2 separate regions of the Triticum aestivum genome follow, and region 2 is linked to region 1. Evidence: chromatin contacts called from public Hi-C data. All regions are on one chromosome and are shown on one strand. Each heading gives the region's core, a stretch centred on a gene start, on an enhancer-like site or on the middle of the called end of the contact. The rest is flanking DNA. Distances are from core to core; before and after follow the strand shown.

Region 1 (5,486 bases), core at 1,089-3,588:
CATATCGCGAATGCGCCGGCCTAACGGGCAAACAATGTTTGATTGTTCGTTTGTCCGGCTTTTTGTCTTTTTTTCCTGTGTTTTTATGTAATCGTTCACTCTTTCGTTGGTTTTCCTTCCAGGATGTTTTTTGTTTTCCATTTTTTTCTAATTCGCAAACATTTTCACTTCCAAAACATTTGCAAATTCATGAACATTTTTCAAAAAAATAACTTTTTAAAATTCATTAACATTTTTATAAAAAAATTCATGAACTTTTATTGAATTCATATTTCTTTGAACTCGTGAAGTTTTTAAAATTAACAAGGTTTTAAAATTTTGTGAACTTTTGAAAATATGTGAGCACTTATTTTCAAGTTTGCAAACAGTTTTTGAATTCGTTAACTTTTTAAAATTTGAGAAATTTTTCATGTTCATGATATTTTAACATATTATATATTATTTTTTGAAATTTTTGAACTTTTTTGGATTTTTTTTATTTTTACATGTTTTAATCTATAAAAATTCGGACCGTGCTTTTCATGGAAACGAGCAAACGTGCGAGATAATTAAGACGACAAATGTCAAACCTAATGATTGGTGGCCCACATGCATGCGCATGAGAGCCAACTCGCTAAGTAGCACTTAAGGCGTTGAAGTGGGGCTCCCTCAGATCCATCAGAGACCCGCATCGCCCCAAGCTCCATTGCAGGCCTCTCAAAATGGCCCCTACATCAATACCTTCTCGGGCCCTATCGCCGCGAGCTCCTCGGACTCTGCATGCTCCTGGGCTTCTGGCGCGACCTTGCTGCTTGGGGTGGTATGGGCCTTCTTGGGAAATCTAAAGACATTCAAGACGTGCTTCGTTCAGTCCGAGAGAAAAACTTCTTCAACAAAAGGAAAGACAAAGATAAATTTCAACTTACGACGCCTTTGGCATCGAGAACCGCCACTGCCTAGGGCAGACCTCAACTTCTGAATTCGTCATCGCAGATGCCTTCTTCCTCGTGGAGCCCCCTGCCCAGGGTCACCGCCTCCAGATCCTGGCATCCCGTCGCGTGACCGGCGGGAAGGGCGCAACGACGACGATGAATAAGATAGGACATTGAAGGGGATGCGCTCGGAGCCGTCTTTCCACTTCCTCTCCAAAGATCATCGTCGGTGTCGCAGCCCCCGGGTTCACCACCATAGGACTCTAGAGCGTGATCCCGCAGTTAGGCCCTTGTGGCCCCTGTTGAAAAGGCACCTTCCTCCTTAAGTGATTTTGGTGTAGATAACAACGCAATTTGCGATTTAATTGTGTGCCAACCTAAGGAGCCAAGGGGAATGCTCGAGGTTCGCCCCGATTAGCTAGAGCCAAGTTGAGGACAATTGCTCGCAAGGTGAATTAGCGTGTGAGATGTCTTGTGAAGGGACTTGGACTAAGTAAGTGGTCGTGATTGTGAGTCATATTAACCATGTGCTGCAGTTAGATTTATACACTGCGAGTCAGCTTGTGTGAATAGCATAATAACACATAGAAGTTTAAGGAAAGGGTTTTTTTAGTTAACCATGACTTGCTTCTGTTTGATTTTCTCAGATATATTCCTTGTTTTCTTTACATTTCTTACGAGCATAAAAGTGTTGTCTTTGTCGCCGTTGAAGAGACATGCATTGTCACTGGGAGCTTAATTGATTTGATGCCAACATTTTGTATTACCAATATTTGGCAATCTTGACATTCTTTTCAGGTCAGGAAGAAAATTGTTAACCAATCACTAGCCAACATTGTCAACCTTTTTGCATCGATTTGCTCTTATTCAATATGCCATTACCTCTCGTGATTAGTTAGAAGCATCTCATTTATTAATCAGAGACACACACACTATAATCTCTCGCAAGATGATAGACTTTGAAGCGACGATAGTGCCAGAGCAAGGGGTAAAGGCAATGACAGTCTGAGGGTTAAGAGGGGGCAAGCGAAAGATATTGCTTTGTCTTTTCGCAGGGAAAGAATATGAGTAAGGAGACATGATGATTTTCAAGCATTAAAGAAGTAGGAGAGAATCAATGTTATTGCCATACAAATTGGAAACACATGTCATCATAAATAACATATAACACACATTTGGATGATTTATATTTTTTTTACTCCATAGCAACACATGACAATTTAGGTAGTTAGTCGTAATAACACAAACTACCATCAATATTGAAAATGTAAGCCACGGTCCACATCCTGTAAAACTTTTCATTTAGTGATCTACTATATGCTATACTAAGTTGATTGTTGAATAGATTAAAGTTTTTTAAATAAAATAAAAATAGCACTAAATTTATATAGTATAGTGAGCTTGCGTGGGGAATCCGGATGTCTGGATCCGACCGCGCACCGCTCCCATCCTCTGCCTGACTGCCTCCCATGGCGCGTTCCCTGTCAGCCAACCCCCCTCCCGTTCCCCAACCTCTCTAAACCCTAAATCCGAATCGCATCGCATCGCGTCGATCCAACGGGATTCAAATCAAATCGAACGAGAACAGAAAAACGAACGCGAAGCTCCGGAATCCCAGCAATGGATCGCTCCCGCTCGAAGCGCGGGTACCACTACGACCAGGACTCGCCGCCGCCCCGCTCCAAGCCCCGCTTCGACCGCCGCGGCGGGGGCGGCGGCCCGAACACTAACTCCAACTACCACCGCCGCGGCCCCCCCGGAGGCGGCGGCGGCGGCGGCGGCGGCGCTCCCGACCGCCGCGGCGGCTTCCTCCCCCCTGACGCCGCACCGCCCCCTCTCCCTCCCCCGCCGCCGCCCGCTTCCTCCGCGGCGGCGGGGGGCGGGGGTCCCGGCCAGACCACCTCCTTCCGCATCCTGTGCCCCGAGTCCAAGACCTACGGCTTCCCCGCCAGCTTCATTAACAACGCCCAGGATGACAGCGGCGCGATCATCACTATCCACCCGCCCTTCCCCGGGGACCCTGTCCGCGTCATTGAGACGGCTGACGGCGTCCCACGCGAGGCGGATGGCCGCCCGCCGATGTTCTCGCCGGCGCAGGAGGCGCTCCTCATGGTGCACCGGCGGATCCTGGAGACGCAGCCTGACGACGGGGATGAGGACGGCGAGTACGGGCCCAGGGGCAAGGACGCCCGGGACCGGGGTAAGGTGACCACCCGGCTCATCGTGCCACGGCAGCATGTGGGGTGCCTGCTTGGCAAGGGTGGCAAGATCATCGAGCAGATGAGGTCCGAGACCAAGACGCACATCAGGATCCTGCCTCGCGAGCAGAACATGCCTCGATGTGTATCGTTGTCGGAGGAGGTTGTGCAGGTATGGTGCCTGCTACAATGTTGTAAAATATTTCAATTCTTCTTCTGATAAGAGAGCATTGACAGTTGGTGTTTTGATTGGATATAGCATTGTTTGAAACTATTAGCTGAACTAAAAAAATGAAACAAATGTGGGTTAACAATTATGTTAAGTGTTGGAGAAGACTTGGACCGAAGACAAATCAAACATATGAATGTTCAACTACTTAAGTTAGTGGGTAATGCCTCATGCTGTGTACCTTGAGATTTGGTTTCCATGATGACATTTTTATGTGGCTCGTAGTGCCATGGTTGCCCTTCCATTGAAAAGTATTGGTTCTATGTGAGGAGGCGTGGGAAGTAAGCCAGTGCACAAATTTCTGCATCCATGTTTTCAAGGACTTGAGGCTGAAGAGATATCAATCAAGATTCTGACCCTGCAAAAATTTTAAAAAAAAAATCAAGATTCAGTTTCATAGTTGGTCGAGTGCTATTCAGATTGTAGATAAGTTGTGAATGTCTTTCTCCATGGGCATTGCCGTATTGTATCACTCAGGAGAAAACCATCATGTGGGGAGATAAAACAAGGAGAAAATTGTGTGCAATCATGTTATTCTGCTACGAGCCATTCTCATCCACCTTCCTGCGTGTTTATTCCTTCTCCCGAGTTAGTTAAGATATCTCAAGTTGGTTTGCTTCTATGTACAGTGACATTGCAGTGGTATGGAGATAAACACTGGCTTAGTACAGGGGAAAAGTGAATTCGTTCATTTCCTAAACAAGCCTGAATATTCCTCTTGAGCAAGCAATATAAGAAGCACAATACCAAACACTAATCAAACAAATGAGTTTTCAACTGCTCTCATAAGTTAGTGGGTGAATGTGTCATCTGCTATGTACCTCGAAATTAGGTTTTCATAGTGACCTTTGACCTTTTTGTTTATAGCTCTCACAATTCCATTGACTGACCACCCATTCCCAAGACGTGTCCTGCTCAAGAATTGTTGTCGGCTGGTAGCTATGTATTCATTCTGGATCCTTTTGTGGTTATTAAACTTCTAATGCTGGCTTAAACATGACACATCCACCCACTAACTGTTCCAGGTAGTCACTGGCTGAAGATTTATCTTCCTTGAAATAGGTTTGAATCCTCACACGTCAAATTTAAATAAGTGACTCTAGTCTGCTGGTTGCTTGGTGGAGAACTATATGGACATCATATGTTTCTTAATGCCACTGACTTATTGTCTTCTCCAAAGCAGAAGCGGCCCAATTCTGCCCTTCTTCGTAGAGTAGGATCCTTTCTCCCTGTGGCGGGGGCTGTGTCCCGTGCACTTGTGTAGATGGCATCTAGGCCAGGGTTGTTTCGTGGCGTCGGTTGTAATGCCTGTCTTGCTACCGTTGGTTGTGGTCTTGTCTTGAGTAGCCATGTGTTTGGCCTAGTTTTAGGCTTGTACAGTTCAACTCTTATCAATCTATCAATGCATTGAGGCGCAACCTTTGTATTTTCTCGCGAGGAAAACATCATATTGAGATTATGATTGTAATTTTAGATGCATGGCAGGTTGAATTACTTTTTTGGTTCCCGATCTTTGTTTTCACCGTAAGCTGTCATTGCCATGTGTATTATTCTCATGATATGTTGTTACAGGTTGTTGGAGAAGGAAATTGTGTTAAAAAGGCTGTAGCGATCATCTCTGACCGTTTAAAGGAAAGCTTACACCGTGATCGTGGTCCCTTTCTTCGTGGACGAAATTCACCCGAACATCGTATTTCTCAGGCTGATGAATACCTGGGTGGTGGTCAGCAGATGCCTGCATTTGAAGAACCTTATCCCCGATTTGATCAAATTAGAAATAATGGTAGCATGGAGCCACCAGGATATGAGTTTGATTCAAATGGTAGCAAGTTCAATGAACATCCAGAGATTCCATTCGATGAAATCATATTTCGAATCCTTTGCCCGAATGACAAGGCTAGCAGTTTGGTTGGATCACGAGATGGAATAATAGATATGTTACAGGCTGAAGTTGGTGTTGATGTTAGGCTTACTGATCTTATTGCTGGATCTGACGAAAGGACTCTAATCGTTACATCGAGAGAGGTAAATGCACTACTTATTTCCCTCTAATTTATCACCCTACGTATTGTTCTGAAATTTCAGTAGTTAATGAGGGTGTTTTCGTATACTACCCATGCTACTAGACACCACATGTGGTTTGGTTGT
Region 2 (5,486 bases), core at 899-3,398, 220 kb before region 1:
CATTTTGGACCATTTATTGGAGTTGCAAATTTGGACCATCAATTTGGATTATCTGTTGGAGTTGAGCTTTTTTCGGAGCTTCAAAATGCACTTTTTGCGGTGGACCACCAAATTTTGGACCATCTATTGAAGATGCTCTTACAGAGGAAGATCAATAACACTTCACTTCATATACTCTTCCTATAATCAACAAAGGAGAGAAATCATGTCATTGCATCACATGCAACCTTTAAGAGCAGCACTATTAATAGTACAGTACATTTCGAATGGGTAGATCGACGGCACAACCAGTAGCATTCAGAATGATTCAGAGCTAGGATGACAAAATTAGGAAAACAGAGGAAACAGCAAGCCAAAGTACATATTCAGCAGCGCCAGCGAGGAAGAAGAAGATGGTCTCAAAGCGAGCGGTGGACGGTTGGCATGGATCTACTTGGTGAACTCGATGGCAAATGCGTTGGCGTAGATGTAGGTGGTCTTGATGGCTTTGAAGCCGGCGCCCTTGGCCAGGGCCTCGAACTCCCTCTCGTACCTCTCCCTGCCGCCGGGGTTGTGCGCGAGCATGATCATGTCGACGTGGAATACCCCCTGCGCCTTGGGCGTGGCCTCCGGGTTCACCGGCAGGATGCACTCCACGAGCACCACCTTGCCGTGCGCCGGCAGCGCGTCGTAGCAGTTCTTGAGCAGCGTCGCGCAGTGCTCGTCGCTCCAGTCGTGGAGGATCCACTTCATGAGGATGGCGTCGCCCGAGGGCACCTTCTGGAACATGTCGCCGCCGACGTGGGTGACGCCCGGGAACGGTGGCGCCTCGGAGATGACGTGGGGGAGGTCGAAGTTGATGCCCTTGATGGCCGGGTAGGCGGCGACGATGGCGCCCACGGTGGCGCCCACGCCGCCGCCCACGTCGACGATGGTGCCGAGGCCCTCGAAGCCCTTGTAGACCTCGAGGAGCTTCTTGGTGATGATGATGGAGTGGTTCTTCATCCCCTCGTTGAAGACGCGGTTGAAGCGCGGGTCCGTGCCGTGGTACTCGAACGCCGACATCCCGTACGCCTTGTTGAACGGGATGCCGCCGTCAAGGACCGCGTCCTTCAGGTAGTACCTGGAAATAGCATTCACATACACATTTTATTCCAACAACTCGTTCCCACATCTTTTGAAACAGAGACAAAAGGGTTGCTGTATCACCGGCTTAAAAGTCCTCTAGTTTTGTTTTTAACATGAAAAGTCATCTTTTTTAAACAAGAAAAGTCCTCTAGTTAATGGGCTGCGAACCCAAAATTCGTCCTTTGGTTGTTGACTATTATTACTGCGAGAAATCTCAGGCAAGAAAAGTCACCACCATGCGGTTCGGTTCTGCTTGTCTGCTTCTGAAGCTGACTGCCGTATCTGATACGTAATCTTTCGGTTTCTAGATGAACTCTTCGGGGTTCTCTAGCTCGTGCTAACTTTAGTACTACTACAACTACTATTTATTACATGCTGCTGGAGCTCAATTTGTTAAAGAGAGAGTTTTTTTTATGAGAGAGAGATGTTAAAGAGAGAGTTATGCTGCCGGCTGGGCACTCCCGCATGATAGCCGGCCGCAGCAAATGGGCAAAGTATGGAAGAAACAGGGGATGCTGGAGTGATCGATCTAGCTCACCAGCTCTCCATGAGGACCTTGTCCTGGTTCATGAGCGCGAGCGCCGCCATGGAGACGCCGTCTTCGTTGGGGGTGAGGAACTTGCACACGGGCGCGGCGCCGTACCGCCGGGACAGCCGGCCGTCCTTGCCCTCCTCCATCGTGCACGACACCACGTTGTACGAGGCCAGCAGCCGGAGCATGCGGTCCACCATGTCCGCCGCGGCGGGATTCGCCGTGGACGGGAGCTTGGCTGCCACCTCGGCGGGCGTCAGCAGCTTGCCGCCGGCGGCCACCAGGGTCTCCAGGAGACCCAGCTCGATGGCGTTCTTGAGCGTCATCGGGAGGATCGACGACGAGACGAGCTGGAGAGCATACATGCACGCCTCCTCGTCGGCGGAGGCGGCCATGTCGGCTGCGGTGGAGCCCATGTTTGCCTCTGACTCTGCCTCTCCGGAGCCGAGCTACTGCTGGTGGTTGTTTTTGGTGTGAGCGGGCGACTGAGCGATGAGGAATGCTTTGGAGGGAGGATGGGAAAAGGGTTATATGGGGCTGTCTGCCTTTACCAACCACTACACCAATTGGCTTTCTGGCCTCACCAACCACCGCACCACACCAAATGGTTTTCTTCTTTGTCTTCAGGAAAAGGAAGGGAGAAATATGGCACACCAGAAAGTTACACTCCCTCCATCCTAATACATAGGGTCTAATTGTTTTTCAAGGTTGTCTTTGATCATTGATGAGATTAAAAATACATGAGAGGTATGATATAACAATTAGATCATTATAAACTCTTTTCGTATACGAATTTAACGGTAATGCTATATGTAACATGTATGCCACATATTGTTGCTCTAACCCGTGGTTAAAAGCAATCTCGAAAAATGCATTAGACCTTAGGGTATCTCTAACGGTAACACACAAATTTCCACATCCGTCCGCGGACATGAATGCGGGAGGCCGCCATCCAAGTATATCCTATATATGTCCGTCAGTAAATTCAAATTCCAATGTACTCTGATCCACACAGCGCGCCGGATCACACCAACGTCGGATCGCATGCACGATCAGAACCCAAAAGAGGTAAATATGTTTAGTTTTTACATGGCCAAATCCAAAAGAATATCAGTCTGGTAGTCCATGCATTTCTGCCCTGCCGGATCAACAATCCCAGCCAGCTGCTCCCCGATCATGGAGGTGCGCCGTCGCGTAGGCCGCCTCCGCCTCCACCGCGTCCTCATAGTCCGCCGCCGCAAACTCATCTTTCTGTCGATGTAACATCTGGTAGCGGACGGATTGCACGATCATTCTTGCATCGGCATCCAAAGAGTCGACATTCAAGGTTAGCATCTTGGCGTCCTCCGCATTAGCGGCGATCTTCACCCTCTTTTCCTCGAGCGCGTCCTTCCTCTCCTTGATTATGGTCCTCCTCTCTTCGAGCTTGAGCTTCTTGTCTGTCGCCTCCATCAACAGTTTGAACCTCTCCGCCTTCTTCTCCTTCTTGATGTTCGAGCGCCTCACCCATGCCTCCACCTTCTTCGCCAAGATGTCCTTGAACCTCTCCGTCAGCTTGGCCACCGCACCTTCTCGCTTCGCCCTCTCCTCCTCCCACTTCTTCCCCCATAAATTTGTTCTAACCTTCTTCGGCAGTTCTTGGGTTGGGTCGGTAGGGTCAGCGGTTTCTTCCTCGTTGGCTTGGGCAGCGGTCTTGACAATGAAAAGGTTCCACTTCGGTTGCCCATTCAATTTCAACCAACAATGCATGACAATGAAGAACTTCTTCTCCAACTTCTTGTACAGCACACAAGCATGAGTAGGCTACAAAGTGAAACAATGCCGACAATGCATATCCGTCTAGCCAGCAACAAAACAATACATGCCCGACTAGTGATCAAGAAAATTAAAGCATATCCGGGTAGTGATCAACTTACTTGCTCGGTGATTTGTGCACCGCTAGGCCACCGTGCGATGAGATGCTTCAAGTGCCCGCAATACTTGGACACAGCCTCTTGGATGGTGTACCATCGATGGTTGAGGGACTTCCATTCATGGTTGTGGATGGCCACGTCGGAGTAGGGCGTGCTACTTGTAAACTGCGTTGGGATTTTCCTCGAAGAGGAGGTGAGATTCAGTATGCTACTTGTGGCTGCATTGGAATTTTTGGAGAAGAGGAGAGGAGATGTAGCATAGTAGATATAAGTATTTCTCTCAATGAAAACCAAAGTATCAATCCAGTAGGAGAATCACACAAAGGCTCATGAACAACACTTACACACACGAAATCAAATACTTGCACCCAACGCGGGCAAGAGGGTTGTCAATCGCCTTGAACGCGTTACTTCCAAGGATTAATTCTGATAGTGATAGATAGAAAAGTAAATTGCAAAACAAAATAAAGGAAATAAAATTGCAGCAAGGTATTTTTGGATTTTTATATATGATAAAAGTAGACCCGGGAGCCATAGTTTTTACTAGAGGCTTCTCTCTCGAGCACATAGCGCGGTGGGTGAACAAATTATTGTTGTGCAATTGATAGAAAGTGCATAGTTATAACGATATTCAAGGCAATGATCATGTATATAGGCATCACATCCAAGACAAGTAGACCGACTCCTGCTTGCATATACTACTATTACTCCACCAATCGACCGCTATCCAGCATGGATCTATGGTATTGAGTTCATGAAAAACAGAGTAACGCCTTAAGCAAGATAGTATGATGTAGACAAAGTAAACCCAATCAATATGAATAAACCTCGTCATTTTACCCTTAATGACAATAATACAAATACGTTTCTTGTCCCCTACCATCACTGGGGTATAGAGCACCGCAAGATTGAACCCATTACAAAGCACCTCTCCCACTGAAGATAAATCAATCTAGTTGGCCAAACCAAACGGATAGATCCGAGAGAAATACAAATCCGTAAAAATCATGCAAATAAAGTTCAGAAAAGACTTCATTACTTATTATAAATATTCAGCTCATAAACCCATAATTCATCGGATCCCAATAAACACACCGCAAAAGAAGATCACATCGGATAGAACTCCAAGAACATCGAGGAGAACATTGTATTGAAGATCAAAGAGAGAGAAGAAGCCATCTAGCTACTAGTTATGGACCCATAGGTCTGTGGTGAACTACTCACGCATCATCGGAAGGCAGCAAGAATGATGTAGAAGCCATCGATTCCCCCTCCGGCAGAGTACCGAAAAAGACCTCCAGATGGGATCACGGAAGAACAGAAACTTGCGACGGCGGAAAAAGTGTTTCGGGTGGCTCTCGGGTGGTTTCCCAATATTTTAGAATTTATAAAGCAAAATTAGGTCAGACGGAGCCATGAGGGGCCCACAAGGTAACAGGGCGCCCCCAGGGCGTGCCCTGTTGCCTTGTCATCTCCTCATTTGCCGTCTAGTCTCCTCCCGAAGCTTCTAGGGTATCTCTTGTCTAGAAAAAAAATCGTCAAAAAATTTCGTAGCGTTTGGACTCCGTTTGGTACAGATTTTCTGAAAAACCAAAAACAAGTAGAAAACAGCAACTGGCACTAGGTACTGGGTTAATAGGTTAGTCCCAAAAAATGATATAAAATAGCACAAAAATTCATATAAATATCCAAGATTGATAATGTAATAGCATGGAACAATCAAAAAGTATAGATACGTTGGAGACGTATCACAGTACAGTAGAGATAAGTATTTCCCTCAGTGAGAACCAAGGTTATCAAACCAATAGAAGAACCACACAAATTCCCGTCTTTAGTACCTACACACATAAAACCAAATACTTGCACCCAACACGAGTAAGAGGATTGTCAATCCCCTTGAACTCGTTACTTGCAAGGATTAATTCTGATAGTGG

Evidence for each region. A called contact is a pair of places that touch in the nucleus more often than the background predicts.
Region 2: a Hi-C map of leaf shows a contact between it and region 1, with 4 times the contacts expected there. The contact joins the promoter of LOC123164941 here to the promoter of LOC123166542 in region 1. A contact is called at or near these places in 3 of 5 Hi-C or Micro-C datasets (all in leaf).

Annotation. Positions count from the first base shown.
Region 1 is chr7D:438,972,715-438,978,200 of IWGSC CS RefSeq v2.1, reverse strand. LOC123166542 (RNA-binding KH domain-containing protein RCF3-like) reads left to right here and starts at 2,338. Exons shown (of 8, transcript NM_001426797.1): 1 at 2,338-3,281; 2 at 4,911-5,363. The coding sequence starts at 2,532.
Region 2 is chr7D:439,188,705-439,194,190 of IWGSC CS RefSeq v2.1, reverse strand. LOC123164941 (flavone O-methyltransferase 1-like) reads right to left here and starts at 2,148. Exons shown (of 2, transcript XM_044582561.1): 1 at 1,646-2,148; 2 at 184-1,102. The coding sequence starts at 2,055. The coding sequence ends at 430.